Linked DNA regions of Mus musculus: all the other regions are linked to region 5. Evidence: chromatin contacts called from public Micro-C and promoter capture Hi-C data. All regions are on one chromosome and are shown on one strand. Each heading gives the region's core, a stretch centred on a gene start, on an enhancer-like site or on the middle of the called end of the contact. The rest is flanking DNA. Distances are from core to core; before and after follow the strand shown. Region 1 holds the start of H4c3 (H4 clustered histone 3). Region 2 holds the start of Acot13 (acyl-CoA thioesterase 13). Region 3 holds the start of H1f2 (H1.2 linker histone, cluster member). Region 4 holds the start of 4932702P03Rik (RIKEN cDNA 4932702P03 gene). Region 5 holds the start of Carmil1 (capping protein regulator and myosin 1 linker 1). Region 6 holds the start of H2ac8 (H2A clustered histone 8).

Region 1 (3,103 bases), core at 416-2,915, 580 kb after region 5:
TAGTTAGTAGTTAGAAAATGGCTATGCTGGATTTTAAAGATTTATTTATTTTATTTTATTTAAAGATTTATTTATCGTTATAAATAAGTACACTGTTGCTGTCTTCAGACACACCAGAAGAGGGCGTCAGAGCTCATTACGGATGGCTGTGAGCCCCATATCACCAGCTCCTATGCTGGGATTTTAATTCAGCTGATGAACCCTAGAATACTTATCTCCACCCCAAGAAAGCCAATTTTAGAACACTTGCTATTTCTTGGCAAACCTCAAAAGGAATTACCACAGCTACCTGGTAGCAGACCTCTGTTGTCTTCTGCAGTAAGAAGTAAATATGGTTAATTTAATTAATTTAATTTTTTCAAAATTAACCATAGACTTAGAAGTTTATCAGGAATATTTTGAAACTATTTTTTTCTGGATGTGGTCTTTGTAATTCATAGTTTTCTGGGGCCCCTGGTATAAAGTTTTTGTGGTGAACATATGTAACAAAAGACAGGAATTAAAGGTCTTCATTTTGGTCAGCAGGCTTTATTTTAAAAATTGTTACTAGCCATAATATTAATTCTATATTTTACTTTGTCTGTGTGAGTAGTTTGCCTGCATTCATGGGTGCCATTGAGATCAGAAAAGAGCATCAGTCTCCTGAAACTAGAGTTATGCATGTTTGTGAGCTACCATTTAGGCTCTGGGAACCAAATCTTGCCTTCTGGGGGAGTATCAAATGCTCTTAACTTCTGAGCCATCTCCTCTACATCATTGTTAAATTAAAATTTGGAATGCCAAAATCAACATTAAACCCGCATCGAGACTTACTGCTACTTACTCTTCTGCCTTTTTTTAAAAAGGGGGGCGGGGGTCGGATTAGCCTTGTTTTGACATCACTAATCATATCACAAGCTTCACCAGGACCTTGTAGACTTTGTAATGACCTTAATCAAGTATTAGCCCTGTACTGTAATTACCAGCTCTACAAAACACTTCTTCTCTTAAGGTGAGCAAGCCATGCTGTGATTAATAAGGGCTGGAAGGGAAACAAACTTGGAATCACAGCAGGTAGAGGATAACCGATAACCTAACTATTCTTTTGTAGACTTTCTCAGTTTTTATTAAAAAAGAGGATAGACGGAATCATTAGGTCTCTGACTCGAGATAGGGAATATGAAGTTTGCAGTTAGGGTGCTCAATTTGAGATGCCTTTTCAATGTTTATGTCTACCCAAACAAAACTGCCGGGAATAGATTAAACTTTACTGACATGGGACAGTCTTGGCATATTTTACCTCTGTTTTGGACATCTAACCTGAGTCCTCACAAAGAAACCATCAACTAATTTAATACAAGACAGAAATAAAAGCAAACGAGAAATGGGGATGTCTGCTTTGTGGAATGGCCCCAATAAGCCTTTCTTTCATGAGAAAGAATGGGGTCGGGGTGGGGAGGAGGGAATGAAGTTTTTCTGCAGGATTTAAATGTGGTCTTTAAGAGACACCGCATGCAAAGAATAGCTGGGGCTTGCTAGCCAATGAAAACATTCAGATTCCAATGACGCATCCTTTTTTCTCCACCCCCTTCCAAGACCCGGATTCGGAAACCCCGCCTAACGCTCTAGTTTTCAACCAGGTCCGCAGAAGGCCTATTTAAAGGGACGATTGCTGTCTCCCTGCTGTCATAACCATGTCTGGACGTGGTAAGGGTGGTAAAGGCCTTGGGAAAGGCGGCGCTAAGCGCCACCGTAAGGTTCTCCGTGATAACATCCAGGGCATTACCAAGCCCGCCATCCGCCGCCTGGCCCGGCGCGGGGGAGTGAAGCGCATCTCCGGCCTCATCTACGAGGAGACCCGCGGTGTGCTGAAGGTGTTCCTGGAGAACGTGATCCGCGACGCCGTCACCTACACGGAGCACGCCAAGCGCAAGACCGTCACCGCCATGGACGTGGTCTACGCGCTCAAGCGCCAGGGCCGCACTCTCTACGGATTCGGCGGTTAATCGACTAACAAACGATTTCCACTGTCAACAAAAGGCCCTTTTCAGGGCCACCCACAAATTCCTAGGAGTTGTTCACTTACCGAAGCTTTAATCGAGCCTGCTAGGTAGTTTAAGTGTTATTCTGTCCTATACTTATGTGGTGGGTAGTAATTATGCCATGCAGCCGAATATACCCTGTAGGTTTAACTGGGTAATATAACAAGCCCATAATTTTGAACTGTCAGAAGTTAATACTGAACGAACTGTTTTAGAATTATTTGAAGGTTTTCCACTGATCGTGTCACTTCTCAATCCACTTTTGATACCGGTCATTTAAGAGCTTATTCCCTTCTGGAGCCATCTAGAAGCTCAGGAGAGAGCAGGAACCATTGTATCTAAGCAAGGCAAAGGCTGATTACTACAGAAACTGAAGACGCTTAGCTGTTATTAATTGTATACCATTAATAAGGCCTAAGTACACATAATCTATATTAGGGACCACCTAATGGTATGTTTATATACAGTTTAGTTGTGCAGTGGCTTGATAATTTAAATTCTTGTGGGTGTGCCATGTTTGCCATCTGCCACAAGAGGGCGGCGTTATTTCCAGGAAGTTGGAGTCAGAAGCTGTTGTGAGCCAGCTGTTGTGTATTCTGATATACAAACTTCTTTTAAAGCATTAAGTGTTCTTGACTGAACAATCTCTCAAGCCACCTTACTATGATCTTTTGTCATTCCTCATACCAATGCCTAAAATAGTTTAATGTGAATTTAATATTTGTGGCACTCCATAAAACTTGATCACTTTAAAAGATGAGTTATTTTTGTTTTTTGTTTGTTTTGTTTATGTTCTTCAGCCCAGACTTCCCCAGTGCTTTTTTTTGTTATGTTGGGGCATTGAACTCAAACCCTAACATTTTCATAAAGAAGTCCTTAATTTTTAATATGGTTTTTGTCATTCTCCTGAAGCCTACATGCTATTCTCATAAAATACATAAAACATTTCAAAAATAACTGTTAGATCAATAGTATTGAACTATTTTCTAAAAGTAGAACAAAATTAGATCTTTGTTGACACATCGCACAACTGCAAAAACTTTAGGGTTTTGTTGTTGTTGTTGTTGTTGTTGTTGTTCTGT
Region 2 (3,384 bases), core at 858-3,357, 550 kb before region 5:
CCCAGCACTTGGGAGGCAGAGGCAGACGGATTTCTGAGTTCAAGGCCAGCCTGGTCTACAGAGTGAGTTCCAGGACAAGCCAGGGCTATATAAAGAAACCCTGCCTCCAACCAGACCAGAGTTGTTGTCTAACCTACACACAAGTAACTGGAGGAGGTGGGGAGGGGGTACTGGATAGGTGGACTCCACTCTTTATTTATTTATAACCTCTGGAGTGTGCAGACCCAACATTTTCTAAACAACTTCCCACGTAATTTTCAGCACAGCTGTTTTATGATGATTGCCCGTCTCTTCTGACACAGACAACTCCCATGTAAGACACTCTGGAAAGAACAGTGGCCAATTCGTGTACAAGGCCCAGTACGGCACCTTAGTTTTATTCTGCAAACTGTAGAACAACAACAATGAAAATCGGAGGCAGGGCATTGAGACAACAGGAACAGCATACACTAAAAACAAATATTAAACCTGGCTGGTATGGTTTTTAGTTCCCACAGGCTGAGGCAAGATTGCTAGGAGCTCAATGCCGGCCTGAACTACACACAAACTTGTGCCAAACTAATCAAACTTGAAACAAACCTGTCTCAAAAGAAAAACTATCGTTCTTTGGCAAGAGGAGAGCAGATAAACTATGCAGAAACAAGGAGACTTACAGGTTACCATTCTTCAGGAGAAAATCTCTACCTCTGTTTTTTTTCTAATCTTCAGTTTACATATCACCAATATTTCAGGTCAGTAAGTGTATTTCAGTAGCCAGGGTTTCACAAACCTTTAATCCCAGTACTGGGCCAATGGAAGGCAAGCCTTGACCACAAAGGAGTTCCAAGTCAGCCTGGACATATATGGCTCAAATAAAAAGTTCGGGTAGGGAGTGCTGGAATCAGATGCAATGCTAGCAAAAGGGAGGCTGGAAGAGAGCTGGAGGTCAGGATTATTGCAAGCCTCTGTCTCGAAAAAGAACAAATAACGGTAACATTAAACAAAAATTCCATCCCAGTGTGGTGGTGGGCACTCTAAATCCAGCCCATTCGATTCTGAGGCAGGTAGATCTGTGTTTGAGGCCAACCTAGTCTACACACCAAGCTCAGGCCAGCCAGGGATAAAGGGTGAGGTTCTGCCTCAAAATACATAAAATAATCTTCAGGTTTAAGAAATAAGATAAAATAAAATAAAATAAATCACGTTGGAAGCCAGTTCTAGTATGTGCCTTCAACGTGCCAGCACTGAGAGGGCAGAAGCAAGCTGATCTGAGTTCGAGGCCAGCTTGGTTCAAATAACGACGAGTTCCAGGCCAGCCAAGCGCTACACAGTGAGACTCGTCCCAAAACAACAAAGACAAGTCCCGCTGGGAAGTGACCCTGCATCCTCGGAAGCATTCCCTGAGATTTCCAGCTCTGGGGCGCCGGCCGCCCTTTTCCAGGTCCCGGTCCTCGGACGCCCAAGCCCAGCAGGCGGTCCCTCCCCGCCCTCGGCGAGCAGCCCGCGACCCCCGTCGCTTACTAGGCCTCGGACTTGAAGGACGTGGGAGGCTGGCGCGGCCACCCTTGGTCGTTCTCTGGCAGCTCGAAGTAGGCGCTCAGGGCTTTCTGAAAAGCAAAGGCACAAGGCTGCAGGGCGCGCCCCGCCTCCCGGGGGAGAGCGGCGGAAGCGAGAGACGCGAACTGACCTGCGTCTGCCAGTCGTTCTCCCGCAGGACGCTGGGGACCATCGTGGGGTCGCATCCCCCCACCAACGCAAAGCCCAGGCACTGAAGCCGCCGCCTCTTCACCCGGTCCTCCTCCGCCTGTGCTGCTTCGGGCGCCGACGCCGCCCGCCCTGCCGGCCCTGCGGGCTCCGCCGCATCGGAACTGCTGCCAGACGCCATCGCCGCAGGGTCCCCTCAAAACACCCGCTCTTCACGCTGCTTCCCGCGCGACTGATCGCGAACGCCGGAACCTGCGCAGGCGCGCAGCGTGCAAGCGCGTCCGCGTCAACCTTCCGGCAAGAAGACCGCCCTCTCTGGTCCCCGTCCGCGGCCAGCGAGGCGCAGATGGGGAGGGGGAGGGGGAGGGGAGGGGAAGGAGGGGCCGAGGAGGCCTGAAGGTTGCGCGTGCGCGCTGGGGCGCTAAAGAGTGAAGGTAACCCGTGATCATCTAGGACCAGGGCGACCGGGGCGCGCGATCCTTTCTCCCGAGCACGACGCGACAGCGGCCGGGCTTGCAGACTTGACCTTCCACACCCTTGTCCTCTCACAAACGTCTCTTCCAGAGTTCATTCTCGCAGAGCCCAGACTCTTGCTTTGCGTCCACGATGAGCAGCATGACCCAGAACCTACGAGAAGTAATGAAGGTTATGTTCAAAGTTCCCGGTTTTGATAGAGTTTTGGAAAAGGTATATTTATTGTAGGCGAAGTATCTGGTGAAGGGGACGAACCTAGTAAAACACCTTAGTGGCCTCGCAAACGCAGGGGAAGTGCGTGGCGTGGATTCTCATCGAAACGTAAATAAGCATGTTTGGTTTTTTGTTTTTTGTTTTTTTTTTAACCAGCAAACTGTTGGAGTGTGTGGAGAAAAAATGTCAGCGTACCATTTAAGGGACGCTGGAGCCTGCAGGGCTAGTATATAGGAATTGTTTCTTAAGAGTCAAGGAGGTTTGAGGTACGGAAGTGAATGCGAGAACCACCTGTACGTGTGTTGTATTTCTTGCTTTTGAGACTAGGTCTTTGTAACTAGGTCTATGTAACTATGTAACGTTTGTTGGCTGAGAACCCTTGTAGTCCAGGCTGGCCTGGGAGTCTACAGAGTTAACCAGGACCAGTGCCTGCACCCTGCCATTCCACATGAACTAACGTAGACTACTGTTTTCCAGACTTTATAGACATTGTGTTCTATAGGAAGCAATCCTTAATAAATATCCGTAGCAGAAGTCCAGTGCGTGGTATTGTCAGAGTAGAAAGACACTTAACCTTAGAACTTGCTGCAGACTTTTTAATAAATGTTTTAATGCACGCATGTCTATTTTTCTGATTAAGAAAAAATACTTGGAAATTTAAAAAGAATTTGGGCATGAAATATAAATTTTGGTCAACAACAGGCATTTGAAATCTTTTTCCTGAACACGCCCCCTCTTAGAATTTTTTAACTATGTTCATAAAGTGTCAAAAAAATAGGAAATAACCCTTAGGTAAATATATTTAATGTTTTCCAATAGGAAATATTTCAAAACTAAGGACAGCATTTGACAGTGACTTTTAGAAAGATAATATTACCTAAAAAGAATTTTAATGATTTAAGAGGAAATTTTAATTCTTTAAAAACAACCAAAAACAACTTTATGAGGACTGGGATGTAGTTAATCCAAGCTTGCAGGTGGGAGCCCGTCATTGACAGGGTTGCAGGTGGGCAC
Region 3 (3,011 bases), core at 133-2,632, 540 kb after region 5:
TCTACAACTATGCTGATCAAAATAAGGCAAAGCAAGTGTAATTGGTAATGGTAAAAAACTTGAAAAAAAAATGGCTGACAAAAGGTTGTGACGCAGTTCAACCCACAACTCCATCGCTGTGGCAAACAAACCGAAAGTACGAGAAGCAATCGTCTCAGTCCCGAGTCCAACTTAACTGTGCAGGCTAGTCGTTCCGGCAGCTACCCCATGTCTTTAATATTAAGGAAGGCAGTTCGTTGGCGCCAGCACCCCACCTTCTCCCAAACTTCCAGGCTAACCCCCACAAGAGGCTGAGCATAGAAGCCACCTACAAGCCCCGGATGCGTTTCTCCAGGCAGGAAGCTCAAACTTCGGGATGGCGCCCAATCAAACGAAGAACTAGAGTCCTGGGCCGGAGTGAGCCAACCCACAAGCAGGGCGGAACTTTCAAATCACCTTGCAGTCCAATACGAACTAGCGCCGAGGGTTGCTTTCTGCTGCTGACAGCCGTGGGAGGGTGTTCCAGCCCATAGCACTTCCTGAGCAGCCCAGCACAAACAAGTCTAGGTGGGACACGCAACCCCACCCATCCCACCGGGGGAGCGAGTGCTGCCGGGATCGAGTCCCTTGCAACCTTGCTTCATTAATCACACAAATGTCACAGCTCTTAAGTGGGAGTGGTGGCTCTGAAAAGAGCCTTTTGGATTGTTAGGGGAGGCAGCCTACTTTTTCTTGGCTGCAACCTTCTTGGCCTTGGCAACCTTGGGCTTGGCAGCCTTTGGCTTTACGGCTTTAGACGCGCTCTTGACCTTCTTGGGCTTGGTGACCTTCGCCTTCTTTGGGCTCTTGGCCACTTTCTTGGTCACAGCCGCCGCCGCGGGCTTCTTCGCCTTCTTCGGGGTCTTCTTGGCCGCCTTTTTGGGTGTGGCAGCACCAGTCGCCTTCTTAGGCTTCTTGGCTGCTCCCGCGGGCTTCTTCGCCTTGGCCGCGCCTGCCTTCTTAGCCTGGGGTTTGGCCTCGCCAGAAGCCGCCTTCTTGTTGAGTTTGAAGGAGCCGGAGGCACCGGTGCCCTTGGTTTGCACCAGGATGCCCTTGCTCACCAGGCTCTTCAGGCCGAGCTTGATGCGGCTGTTGTTCTTCTCCACATCGTACCCCGCGGCCGCCAGCGCCTTCTTGAGCGCAGCCAGGGACACGCCGCTGCGCTCCTTGGAGGCGGCCACAGCCTTGGTGATGAGCTCGGACACCGGGGGTCCGGACGCCTTACGGCGCACCCCGGCGGGCTTCTTGGCGGCCTTCTTTTTGGCAGGCGCCTTCTCCGCAGGGGGCGCGGCAGCGGGGGCAGCAGGAGCAGCCTCAGACATGATGAGTCTCTGGAAGTCAGGAACTAGTGGCAGTACGCCGATAGAGTAGCGCGGGCCCGGCGCTGTATATATAGAGCGCAGGCGCGCGCTGATTGGTGCTCCAGCGGCCTGCCTGGCAAGCTCTGAGCAGCCGCGCTGCGCCCAACTTGTGTTTGTTACACTTCACAAAAAGGAGAAAATATTAAAATATCTTGCACCAAATCTCTCGAGTTTGGTCGGTAAAGGATCCGAGAAGTCTCAGGCTTCAGGATATATGTTTATTTTTTCCTCATCCCTAAAGACAACGCGCCTAGGAGTCCCTAATTCCCCCAACTCCAAAGGAAGTCCGGGGTAGATAGAGACCACTTTCTGTTTTTCTTCTAAATTACCTGGTCGCTCCTTTGCCCTTGAAAGTTCTTTTTCTCAGGGATTATAGAGCACATCCTTCCCTTAATTTAGGGACAAAAATGAAACGATTTCCGCCTAAATTTTCACAATTATTCTGTTTCTTCGCAAGGGAAGTAACACAAGTCCTTAGTGACTTCTGATTACAGACCCACCACAACTATGGACTAGGACTGGGATTTCCAGTATAAAACACTTGGGGTAAATTGAGAGGGGGTTCATAGGCCTTGGGGGTGTATAATGTGGTGGGGGGGGTTAGGACTTAAATATCTGATTTAAAGACACTGACTTTAAAATGCTTTACATTGGTGGGGGCGGGGCACCCCATTGACTTCTATAAAGGGAGACCTTGGGCTATATTTTTAAAGCTCCTGGTTCCCCTCTGAGTTTTGCAAGGTAGGGGTCTAGCTCTGAAGAATAAAGATAATAAGAAGGGAAAGGAACCCTAAAAGTCTATATGAGCCCTCCTCTCCCCCAAATGCCAAATTAGAGTCTTTGAAAGATCTGTTTTTAAAGTGATGAGGATTTAGTTGCTTATTTGGCAGCAATACAGATATAAGTTTCAGTGCACGGGAATTCTAATCTAGAAAATAGTTTGTCTTAGTACAGGAGGACCTTCTAGACTTGGAGACTATGAGATGCAGATGTCAGTAAACTTACTGGCTTTCCAAAGGTTACCTTTGGCATAGATTTGAACAAGCTAAATATTTGAAATAGAAAATGTAACCAATTTTACCAATAAGATAAGAGACAAGATAAGTACAAATTATCATGTCATCTATAGTGGACAGCTGTATGTCATCTCTTCTCAGTTCCTCGGAATATGGCAATCTGCATTCTAGTCAACTTTGCTTTGTTAGCTTAAGGTTTTCAGCTTCATATTTCAATAACTACAACATGGTTTTGTTGTTAGAGAAAATACAAGATAAACTCTCTGCTAGTATAATTAATACATGGGGCAAAGGAAGTTCCCCTAATTTTATCAGAAATCTCTGTTTAAGTATATGTCTACATAAAAACATGTGATGAGTTTGTCAGCACTAAAGCGTGGTAAAGTCCCAAGGTTATACAAATTGAGTTCAGGGATGTTTGTGAAACAAAGCATATTTTATAAGACTGAGAATGGCCGCGTGGTTTCACGTAATAACCTTAGTTTAGCACTTGCAAGCAGCATCTCCTAGGCTTGTGTCCTCTGGGAATTAACAGCCTAATGGGATTAGGGATGGACTAATTGCTAGCAATAGAACCACTTTAAGAGTTGCCTTCCTGTGTGGACTTTGAAATGGG
Region 4 (3,002 bases), core at 75-2,574, 620 kb before region 5:
CCCGCCTCCTGGGCCTACAGGTGGCCCGTTCCTCGTGGGAGTTCCCCCACTAGGTGCCCCCCCCCCAACCCTCTGAGGGGCTTAGTCACCTTATGACACCAGTAAAATTGGATTAGGACCCAGCCTGACGGCTTCATTTTGAACCACTCCTAAAGGGCTCATCTCTTCCTACATTCTAGAATTTGGGGGTTAGGAGATCAACGTACAGATTTTGCCCCCAGGGTCCCCTGTGCCCGGGGGAAACCGGCTGTCTTCAAATTTAGACTTGGAATGTTGACACGAGCTTTCCCTCCCCATCCCCAACTCCCAGAGAGTTCATTTAAGGAGCAACAGCAGTGGGAACTCCAGGCAGAGCCTTGACCAGGGTTGAGCAGAGACCAGGACGAGAGGGCAAGCTCCCAGGCCTCAAGGCTCAGAGTTCCTCGCAGGTCCCAGCTGGACATGATGAAGGCAGGAGGGTGATACTGCTTCACAAATCAAGACAGAAAGGGTTGGCTGTGGGCTTCAAGTACTACCTCAATATGGAGCCTGCAGCCTTCGCTCCCAGACCTGATGGTTTCGCCCCTGCAGAATGCACAGGGAACCGCCTCTGAGTGGCAACTGACAGAGGCGCAGACAGCCCCACCTTTACTCTGCTCTGTGGCTACTAAGCTCCTAGTGGGGCTTTCTTCCCAGAGCGCCACAAAAAAAGAGGACCCTGGGTGATTCCCCCAGCGCTGCTCAGAGGGCCTCCTCCAACCCCTGGCTTGCTGATGAGTTCAGAAAGATTCAGTTGATGAGGGTTACAATAGTCCCGAGGACAGAGGCCAAGCCCAATCCCGAGGAACCGGAAGCACAGCCAGACTCTGGCATGTCCATACCAGGGGCACTTTCCTTTACATGTTGGGCGGTCCACAGACCTCTGCTCTCCGGGGAGTCACTTCAGCAATGGGAAAGCAGAACGCGGGAGCGCTAGAAGCCTCTTCCTCTAAGAAAAAACGAAGTGTGTTCTGGGGCAAGGGAGAAAGCTGACCTAGAAAAGGAAAGGGCGGGGGGGGGGGGGGCATACATAGTTAGACCTTTGAGAACATTTTTTAAAGTTTTTGTTTTCATGACAAAAAAAAAATGTGTTTTTTTTTTGTCATGCTATCATCACTATCTATCAGCTATCTATCACCGGTCACAATACCTGAGATTTGATGAATTTACAAGAAGGAAGGGTCTATTTTGACTCACCGGTCTAGTCCACCGTTGTGAGCAGCTTACTTTGGGACCGGGCCCAGAATGAGCATCAACAGAGCTGGGCTGAGGAAAACGGCTCCCACGGCGGGTGGAGAAGCAGAGCGAGGAAGGCACGCACCCAGTGAGGTCACTTCCTTCCACCGGACCCCACTTCTTAAAGCTTCCAGTGTGTTCCAGCAGTGGCGGGGTTTGGGGATCAAGTCTTCCCACACATTGGTCTTTCTGGGACATTTTAGATCCAAACAGTGGCCGAAAGTCATTGTCATTGGGCTGGTGTGTATTTGGCTCATCTCCCTTTCAAAAACTCAGTAAAATAAAGAACTCTTGCAAGACCGTAATGATCAAGGAGACTTTTAATTCACAGACCTGAGGAGTAGCACTCTGGGTCTCAGAACGGGACCTCCACAATTTACCCCAACAAAATTGCTAATAGACTGATGGAGACAACTTCGTGGTGGAAGAGATCCAAGAATGAATACATCCAGCATCAATTCTACAAAACTAGAAACTTCAAGGACGTCTGGTAATGTGGTTTAAGGGAAGGTGTGTCTATGAAGGGTCGCACAGAATCGTTTAGGGTGACGTATTCATTAGCTCAGTTAGAGCGGCGGCTCCAGGGCATGGACATATTCATCACATTATACTTAGTATGTGTAGTTTATTCTAAGTGAATTATACCCCAATATACTTTTTAAAAAATTACTTTTCCTGCAGTGCTATGAACTGAATTTAGGTTCTCACACACGTAGGTAAATTCCTAGTTGTAAATTGGTTTTTGTTTGTTTGTTTGTTTTATAAATACTGTCAGGGCTGTGCTACAGTGTCTCAAAATACAGTGGGGAGAGAGAGAGAGAGAGAGAGAGAGAGAGAGAGAGAGAGAGAGAGAGAAAGGAAGGGAAGGAAGGAAGGAAGGAAGGAAGGAAGGAAGGAAGGAAGGAAGAAAGAAAGAAAGAAAGAAAGAAAGAAAGAAAGAAAGAAAGAAAGAAAGAAAGAAAGAAAGAAAGAAAGAAAGAGAGAGAGAAAGTTAGTTTGCAGCAGGGACAGAATGTCCTTTAATATTGATAGAAAGCCACTGAGCTGAGACTGGTCAATTCAAGCTGACTGTCCTCAAGAAGGACCCGTGAGTTTCAGAAATTGTATTTGTTTTCCCAATATAGATACAGCAAATAATAGTTTTAGTCTTTGTTCATTTGGGGTGTGTGTGGTGTGTGTGTGTGTGTGTGTGTGTGTGTGTGTGTGTGTGGTTTTGTTTTGATTTGAGACAGGCTCTTTCTACGGAGCCTGACTGTTCTAGAACTTACTATGTAGACCAGGTTGGCCTTGAACTCACAGAAATCTGCCTGCCTCTGTCTGCTCAATGCTGGGATCAAAGGAGTATGCCATTATACCTGGCTAAGTGTTTTAGTCTTTGCAGACAACCCCTATTACAGTCCATTTAAAACCTTTTTGTGGGCTGGAGAGATGGCTCAGTGGCTATGAGCACTGACTGCTCTTGCAGAGGTCCTGAGTTCAATTTCCAGCAATGGTGGCTCATTACACATAGTGGTGGCTCACAACCATCTGTAAAGGGGATCTGGTGCCCTCATCTGGCGTATCTGAAGACTGTGACAGTGGACTCACATACATGAAATAAATAAAACTGAAAAAAAAAAAGTCTTTTTGTAAGATAAGAGCAGCCATGGGGTCATTCATACATAAACACATGAATGATCATGGTCCAAAAACTTTTTACAGACACAAAATTTGAAATTCATATTAGGCATGTGATCAAAACATTTCAA
Region 5 (3,017 bases), core at 149-2,648:
AGAACTGTGGCCTAGCCTACCAGTGAGACACTTAAAAAAAAAAAAAAAAAAAAAAGGAAAAAAAAAATCAAACCACCAATAGTAGACTTAACAGTCAGATGTTTCCCTGTGACACCGGCACTCTGAAAGGCAGAGGGAGACAGATCTTTGCTTTGTAGACATGACAAGCTTGGTCTAGTTAGCAAGTTCCAGGCCAACCTGGGTTACATATTGAGACCCTGTCTCAAAAACTAACCCACCCACCCATCCACCAACCAATACAACTACAATAACAGAACCTAAGCTGCCAGAGGCCAGTGTTTCCCCCTCTTTTCCCCTCTCCCTCTTTTCAACCCTTTAAAGCAGGAACCTGATTGGTCAGTCAGGGACATTCTCTTTGGGTGATGGAAGTGCACATAAGTACTCCAGAACCTGAGATCTTTCCTCTGGGAAGGTTGGATGGGTTGGGTAAAATTGAATCAGATTTAGCAGCAGGAATATTCCAGCTTTTGGCAACCATGTCTGGTCCTCCGATTTGCCCCAAGCTTAAGGAGACTGGGTCGCCATTAAAAGGCATTTTCCAAAGGGGCCCCTGTCTTGCCATCTTACGGTTGTCTATTGATTGCATGTAGCTCTTAATCAACATAGATGGGGAATTAACAATGAGGGTGCGAAGACACAAGGCTCAGCGGGGCCCGAGATCCAGAAGTGCACGAAAGGATCTCAGAAAGCACTAGCTTCCGCGCTGGGGGCTCTGCAGCTCTGAGCCTCAGGGTCCATTGGCCTGCCTGGATTTGGGGGATAAACCCTCGCGCAGCCCGGGCCCTCCACGCTGGCAGCCAGCAGATGGCTCTCGGGCTCTCTCAACTGCACGGTCTATCCCTCTCCAGACGCAAGCGTCTGCTGCACCGAAGCGAGGCTGCGAGGAGGGGCGCCGAGCCCGGCGCCGCCGCAGCAGTCAAGGCAGCAGCCACCGCAGCCAAGCACCGCGTCGGTCCCCGGGCTGTGCCCCGCGCCGGGCACCGTGCGCCCAGGCCCGGAGGCCGGCCGGGGACCCGTGCGGAGGCCGCTCTCGCGAGGCGGGGAGGAGACGCAGGGGGACCAGGAGGAGGAGCAGGAGAGGGTGAAGGAGAGGAGGAGGAGCGGGAGAAGGGGAAGGAGGAGAGCAGAGCCGGCCCGCCCCTGCCCAGCCCAGCCCGCAGGAGGCCGAGACCAGCCAGGCGGCCCAACCCTCGCCTTCCGCTTCACCTACGCCCAAGGTGCGGCGCAGAGGCCGGGCTGCGCGGCGCCCGCCCGGGAAGAAGCCGGTGTTGCAGCCGCCTTGCGTTCGGCCCCTGAAGCAGCGAGCCGAGAGGGAGGCATGTAGCGACGGCCGCAGAGCCAGCTCGGATTTTCAACTCTTAGGATTTTTTTTTTTTTTTTTTTTTTTTTTTTTTGGTACTGCGGGCGCGCGGCAACCTTGGATCAACGCCCCGCTGCTCCGGCCGGCCCACTCTTTCCTTGCAAGCTGCGGCTTCCTCGCGGAAACATTAAAGGGTCTGAAGAAGGGCGCGGGGCCGAGAGTCAGAGAGTGGGACCCGGGATCTCCCCGCGCCCAGTGGGGCAACCATGACCGACGAGAGCTCCGATGTCCCCCGGGAGTTAATGGGTAAGCTTGGCGCGGGGGCCGACTGGCCATCTTTCTCTGCGCACACCTCCTTTCCGCCTCCCTTCCCATCTCCGTCCTCTCGCAGTCTCCGCGCTCTCCTGCGCAAGTGGCGTGGGGCAGGGTCGCCGGGGGAGGGGGCGGGGTGGGGGGAGAGGCTAGAAGTTTGCTGGCCCGATGGCCGCAGGAACTGGGTGCAGAGAGAGAAGAAGGAGTGGAGAGGAATCTGGAGCCCTGGGGGACTCCACGCAGATCTCCCTGCTCAGCCCCACCAGGTGAGTCAGGTTGGCGGAAGATGGAGCTGGAGGGGCGTCCCTTCCAGTGGCCAACTCCCTGGTCCCAAACTCTGGAAAGTCTGGTAAAGCCTAGCAAGGAGGATGCCTGGCGACTGTAGGTTCCCTCGGGCTCATGTCAGGCACCCTCCAGGAAATTCCCGTTTGGGGCTGCCCCTCTTACTGACGGCCTCAGGGATGGAGGCGCCCGTCCAGCGTCAGGACCCAGCCTGACAAGGCGTGGCTTTGAGGATTGAGTTGGAAGCTAGAGGGTTACCCGGCCGATGCCTTCTCAGTCCAGGAAATGGAGGGTTAATGATAAACGCCTCATTTTAATAATGATTAACCTGCCGACCACCTTCAGTCTCTTTGGGAACACGTGTGTTACCCTGTGCCAGGTGACTGGTTTGCTTGAGGCCCTTATTGGGGGAGGGGGTGTCTTCTTTTGGAGCAGAGGGCAGAGAGAGCATTGCTTGGAATTTAAGTCCTGGAGCTTAGCTTTATCTGGAAAGGTTAAATGGCAGAAGACAAATGGGCTAGGAGCGCTGGAAACCAGCGCTTATGCTCGTGTGGAGTGCGTTGACTTGCACTAAGGTGAATATGACTTTATGGACGTACTTTGAGCTCCAGTGACTGGTATTCCCTGAGGAATACTGGGCACACACTTGATGTTCCCTGGATTCCCTGGGCGCTGACAAGGAGGGAACGTTCTCACCGATTCACCATAGTCTGGAATTTGCCCCTCTGCTGTCCACCCAGCATTGATACTTGAGAGGGCATGGTGTGCCCCCGCAAAGCTGCTCACTCTGCAGGTAAAACTTGGCGGGAAGAAGCTGTTGCCCGTTTTGTATGGAACTCTGCCTTTGTTGAACTGAAAACATGCCAACACACACACACACACACACACACACACACACGAAGTAAGGTATTTGTGCACACCCCCTACTTTGTCTCCTCAATTTCGAGACTCTTTCTGAGACATTATCGAGTGGCCCATCCGGTTCTGGGTGTTTCCAACACCCTGCCTGAACACGAAACTAACGCTGGAGGCTCCAAAGATGCCTCCAAGGGTGGCAGATTTCTAGAAAATCATGTAGCATTGTCCTGGGACCTGAAGTTTA
Region 6 (3,248 bases), core at 197-2,696, 710 kb after region 5:
TGAACTGGTAGACTGTCCAAACAAAAGAGCATGTTTTCATCTACTATGAGAAATTTAAGCAATACAACTTATTCCAGACTTTAGGATATTGTCACAGATCTCATCTAATATGCAATTGCTTGAACATTTAACAGTAGAAGAGGAAACTGGAACACAGGGTAGTGACTAAGCAAAAGATATAACTGCAATCAATTGCCTTGAAACTAAAGGAAGCATCAAGGAGAGAGCAGCTTAGAACATCTGAAAGCAACTTTGGATCCTCACTTGGCTTAGATCAAAGCATAACCTTCATTGAGACTTATTAAAATTTAAAATGCAGTTTTATAATGTATTCTCACAGGTTCAAAATTTACTGATGTTAATACTAGAATTACACTTTTCTTTAGTGTTTTAATGGGAGAGTGATGCTGGCAGTTTAGAATTACACTGGCATCAATGTTAGCCTCTGTTGGTTACCTCATTGGTCATAAAAAAACAATGCCATAAAAACCTATCCTAGCACTCCCTTCGTACAATGTAATCACATCTGAAAGGGAATAGTTGAAATAATGAAGAGAAAACTTGAAAATTTCATTCCACTTCTTATGCACTCTGGAGAAGAAAATCTAAGGACTGAAGCCATCAATCAGCTCTCAAAAGGTAGTTACTGTGTAGTTTACAAATTGATAGTGTATCTGGCAGCGCGTTGGTTACACTGAGGCAAACATATTCTTCACACTAACATACACTTAGCTAATATTGTGTCATTTCCCAGCGTTATAATACAAAAGCCAAGCATTACAAAGCACTTAAAGTGACAGTATGGGTGGCTCTGAAAAGAGCCTTTGGGTTAGGAGTGTGAGTTAAATGAACTCACTTGGAGCTGGTGTACTTAGTGACAGCCTTGGTGCCCTCCGACACGGCGTGCTTGGCCAGCTCCCCGGGCAGCAGCAGGCGCACGGCCGTCTGGATCTCCCGGGACGTGATGGTCGAGCGCTTGTTGTAATGCGCCAGGCGGGACGCCTCGCCCGCGATGCGCTCGAAGATGTCGTTCACGAACGAGTTCATGATGCCCATGGCCTTGGAGGAGATGCCGGTGTCGGGGTGCACTTGCTTCAGCACCTTGTACACGTACACCGAGTAGCTCTCCTTGCGGCTGCGCTTGCGCTTCTTGCCGTCCTTCTTCTGGGCCTTGGTCACGGCCTTCTTGGAGCCCTTCTTCGGGGCAGGAGCGGACTTCGCAGGCTCGGGCATGGTAGAAACAAGCAACAAAGAGAAAGATAAAACAGGAAATGAGATGTGGGAGAAGCTTCGTTCTTGCCATTTTATAGAGGTTCTATGCAAATAAGGGACTCAAAAGTAGTCAACTCTGATTTGAAGGCCAGTTAGTGACACCATTACCCAAATTAGATTGTATTGTACCTCTTTCCTTATTGGCTGCAGAGGAAAGATAGTTTTAACCAATCACACATCAGCTTTTCCACTTCCATGTACGAGTATAAGTAGCTTCTCGTCTGGCCTTTTAGTACCGCTTCGTTGTAATTCTTTGCAATTATAATTTCCTACCTTCTTGCGTCAATGTCTGGACGTGGCAAACAGGGTGGCAAGGCTCGCGCCAAGGCCAAGACCCGCTCCTCCCGGGCCGGCCTGCAGTTTCCCGTGGGCCGCGTGCACCGGCTGCTCCGCAAAGGCAACTACTCGGAGCGCGTGGGCGCCGGCGCCCCGGTGTACCTGGCGGCCGTGCTGGAGTACCTGACGGCCGAGATCCTGGAGCTGGCGGGCAACGCGGCCCGCGACAACAAGAAGACGCGCATCATCCCGCGCCACCTGCAGCTGGCCATCCGCAACGACGAGGAGCTCAACAAGCTGCTGGGCCGCGTGACCATCGCGCAGGGCGGCGTCCTGCCCAACATCCAGGCCGTGCTGCTGCCCAAGAAGACCGAGAGCCACCACAAGGCCAAGGGGAAATAAGATCTTTCTTCTAATCTCGTAAAAAAAACAAAGGCTCTTTTCAGAGCCATTCACTTAATTCAGTAAAGTGCTGAAATACTATAAGCCTTAAGTGGATTTAGGACTAAAATTTCCGATTTGTATTCAATGGCATAAGAAAATTCAACCTGTCAATTGTCCCCCAGCTTCTCCAATAAATGGGTCAATTTTTTTCAGATTCATAAGATTGCCCACTAGGACATGTGTGCATATGAGCAAAATGACCGTGAAGTTACTTTTATGCCAAGAGTATCAATTTCCATGAAACAACAGAATTGTAATTATTTGGCAACATGGTTAAAATGTTCTGCACATGTTACTGTGCACATAACGTTCTGACACAATAGGGTAGGTAAAGCCCTGCTAATGACATGGAGGGTTGCTTTTGATTTTGGGTTTTATTTTCTAGGCAGCGTCTTAACTAGTAGCTCCGGCTGTCTTGGAACTCATTAAGTTGTTCAAACTGGCTTCAATCTCACAGAGATCCTGCCTCTACCTTCCTTTTGGTAGGATTAAAGGCTTGACCACTATGCCCAGCCAATGCAGGCTAAAGGGCTTTTGGCTTCAGAAAAAAAAAAAAAAAAGACTCAAAGCCAGTATTCATTAAAACTAAAGTGAACTTGATTTGTTTTAATTATTCAATCTTGATTAATTCTATTTCATTATTTGTGAAAGTTGAGCAGTTCAAAGACTGGAACTTAAAAAGTAGAAGTACTAAAAAATGAAGTCTGAGATGGCAAAGTACTGTTCAACTACTACTTAATACTCATTGCTTGCATTAATGTGCATATTTCAAGTTATTTTTTTTTAACTTATGTTAAAGGGTGTATTTTGCCACATGCAGTTGGTGTTCTCACAGACTTGAAAAGTCTCACATCTCCCGGTGTAGAGTTATCTGCTGATGTGATTTGATAGGCAGAAATGAGTACTGGATTCCAATTCATGTCCTCTGGAGAAGCAACAAATATTCTTCACTGCTGAGCCATCTCTACAGCCTATTCATCCATTTGCTTATCCACTGACAATGTCACTGCAGACCTGGCTGACCTTATATCCATGATTAACTTCAAATTCATAGCAATCCCCCTATTTTACCCTACTTTGTTCTGGGAATATAAACAAGAATCACTTTGTCCTGTTGAGAGTTAAATACATTGACAGTACAAGAAGTGTGACTGGAATCATTTCTATGTATTGACAATAAAAGGGAGCATTGGATAATAGGAGGTTTAGTTCGAAGAAACCTTTATAACTACAATCATTGTGGTAATGTCTAGAAA

Evidence for each region. Promoter capture Hi-C pulls out the DNA fragments that hold promoters and counts their contacts. Hi-C and Micro-C count contacts between places; a contact is called where the count stands out from the background.
Region 1: a Micro-C map of embryonic stem cells shows a contact between it and region 5, with 3 times the contacts expected there. The contact joins the promoter of H4c3 here to the promoter of Carmil1 in region 5. A contact is called at or near these places in 5 of 39 promoter capture datasets (the C10 cell line, cranial neural crest, embryonic stem cells and 1 more), 1 of 15 datasets of contacts at CTCF or cohesin (embryonic stem cells), 9 of 484 Hi-C or Micro-C datasets (CD4 T cells, embryonic stem cells, palatal mesenchyme and 2 more), 2 of 115 datasets of contacts at active chromatin or transcription factors (embryonic stem cells and pancreatic cancer cells) and 1 of 9 other capture datasets (embryonic stem cells).
Region 2: a Micro-C map of embryonic stem cells shows a contact between it and region 5, with 6 times the contacts expected there. The contact joins the promoter of Acot13 here to the promoter of Carmil1 in region 5. A contact is called at or near these places in 4 of 39 promoter capture datasets (3T3-L1-derived adipocytes, cranial neural crest, frontonasal cranial neural crest and 1 more), 1 of 484 Hi-C or Micro-C datasets (embryonic stem cells), 2 of 115 datasets of contacts at active chromatin or transcription factors (large pre-B cells and pro-B cells) and 1 of 9 other capture datasets (liver).
Region 3: a contact with region 5 is called in a Micro-C map of embryonic stem cells, with 8 times the contacts expected there. The contact joins the promoter of H1f2 here to the promoter of Carmil1 in region 5. A contact is called at or near these places in 9 of 39 promoter capture datasets (the 3T3-L1 cell line, 3T3-L1-derived adipocytes, the HPC-7 cell line and 6 more), 2 of 484 Hi-C or Micro-C datasets (embryonic stem cells and large pre-B cells), 4 of 115 datasets of contacts at active chromatin or transcription factors (embryonic stem cells and pro-B cells) and 1 of 9 other capture datasets (pancreatic islet).
Region 4: a contact with region 5 is called in a promoter capture Hi-C map of pre-B cells, with 2.6 times the contacts expected there. The contact joins the promoter of 4932702P03Rik here to the promoter of Carmil1 in region 5. A contact is called at or near these places in 1 of 39 promoter capture datasets (pre-B cells), 2 of 15 datasets of contacts at CTCF or cohesin (the NIH/3T3 cell line and large pre-B cells) and 1 of 115 datasets of contacts at active chromatin or transcription factors (pancreatic cancer cells).
Region 6: a contact with region 5 is called in a promoter capture Hi-C map of cranial neural crest. The contact joins the promoter of H2ac8 here to the promoter of Carmil1 in region 5.

The regions. Positions count from the first base shown.
Region 1 is chr13:23,697,020-23,700,122 of GRCm38.p6, reverse strand. H4c3 (H4 clustered histone 3) reads left to right here and starts at 1,665. Exons shown (of 1, transcript NM_178208.2): 1 at 1,665-2,039. The coding sequence starts at 1,674. The coding sequence ends at 1,985.
Region 2 is chr13:24,830,212-24,833,595 of GRCm38.p6, reverse strand. Acot13 (acyl-CoA thioesterase 13) reads left to right here and starts at 2,107. Exons shown (of 3, transcript NM_025790.2): 1 at 2,107-2,370. The coding sequence starts at 2,290. Tdp2 (tyrosyl-DNA phosphodiesterase 2) reads right to left here and starts at 1,937. Exons shown (of 7, transcript NM_019551.2): 1 at 1,667-1,937; 2 at 1,501-1,586. The coding sequence starts at 1,864.
Region 3 is chr13:23,737,178-23,740,188 of GRCm38.p6, reverse strand. H1f2 (H1.2 linker histone, cluster member) reads right to left here and starts at 1,382. Exons shown (of 1, transcript NM_015786.3): 1 at 658-1,382. The coding sequence starts at 1,340. The coding sequence ends at 702.
Region 4 is chr13:24,903,922-24,906,923 of GRCm38.p6, reverse strand. 4932702P03Rik (RIKEN cDNA 4932702P03 gene) reads right to left here and starts at 1,324. Exons shown (of 3, transcript NR_045182.1): 1 at 1,216-1,324.
Region 5 is chr13:24,279,171-24,282,187 of GRCm38.p6, reverse strand. Carmil1 (capping protein regulator and myosin 1 linker 1) reads left to right here and starts at 1,398. Exons shown (of 38, transcript NM_026825.3): 1 at 1,398-1,627. The coding sequence starts at 1,588.
Region 6 is chr13:23,569,418-23,572,665 of GRCm38.p6, reverse strand. H2ac8 (H2A clustered histone 8) reads left to right here and starts at 1,446. Exons shown (of 1, transcript NM_178187.4): 1 at 1,446-2,003. The coding sequence starts at 1,558. The coding sequence ends at 1,950. H2bc8 (H2B clustered histone 8) reads right to left here and starts at 1,266. Exons shown (of 1, transcript NM_178196.4): 1 at 803-1,266. The coding sequence starts at 1,233. The coding sequence ends at 853.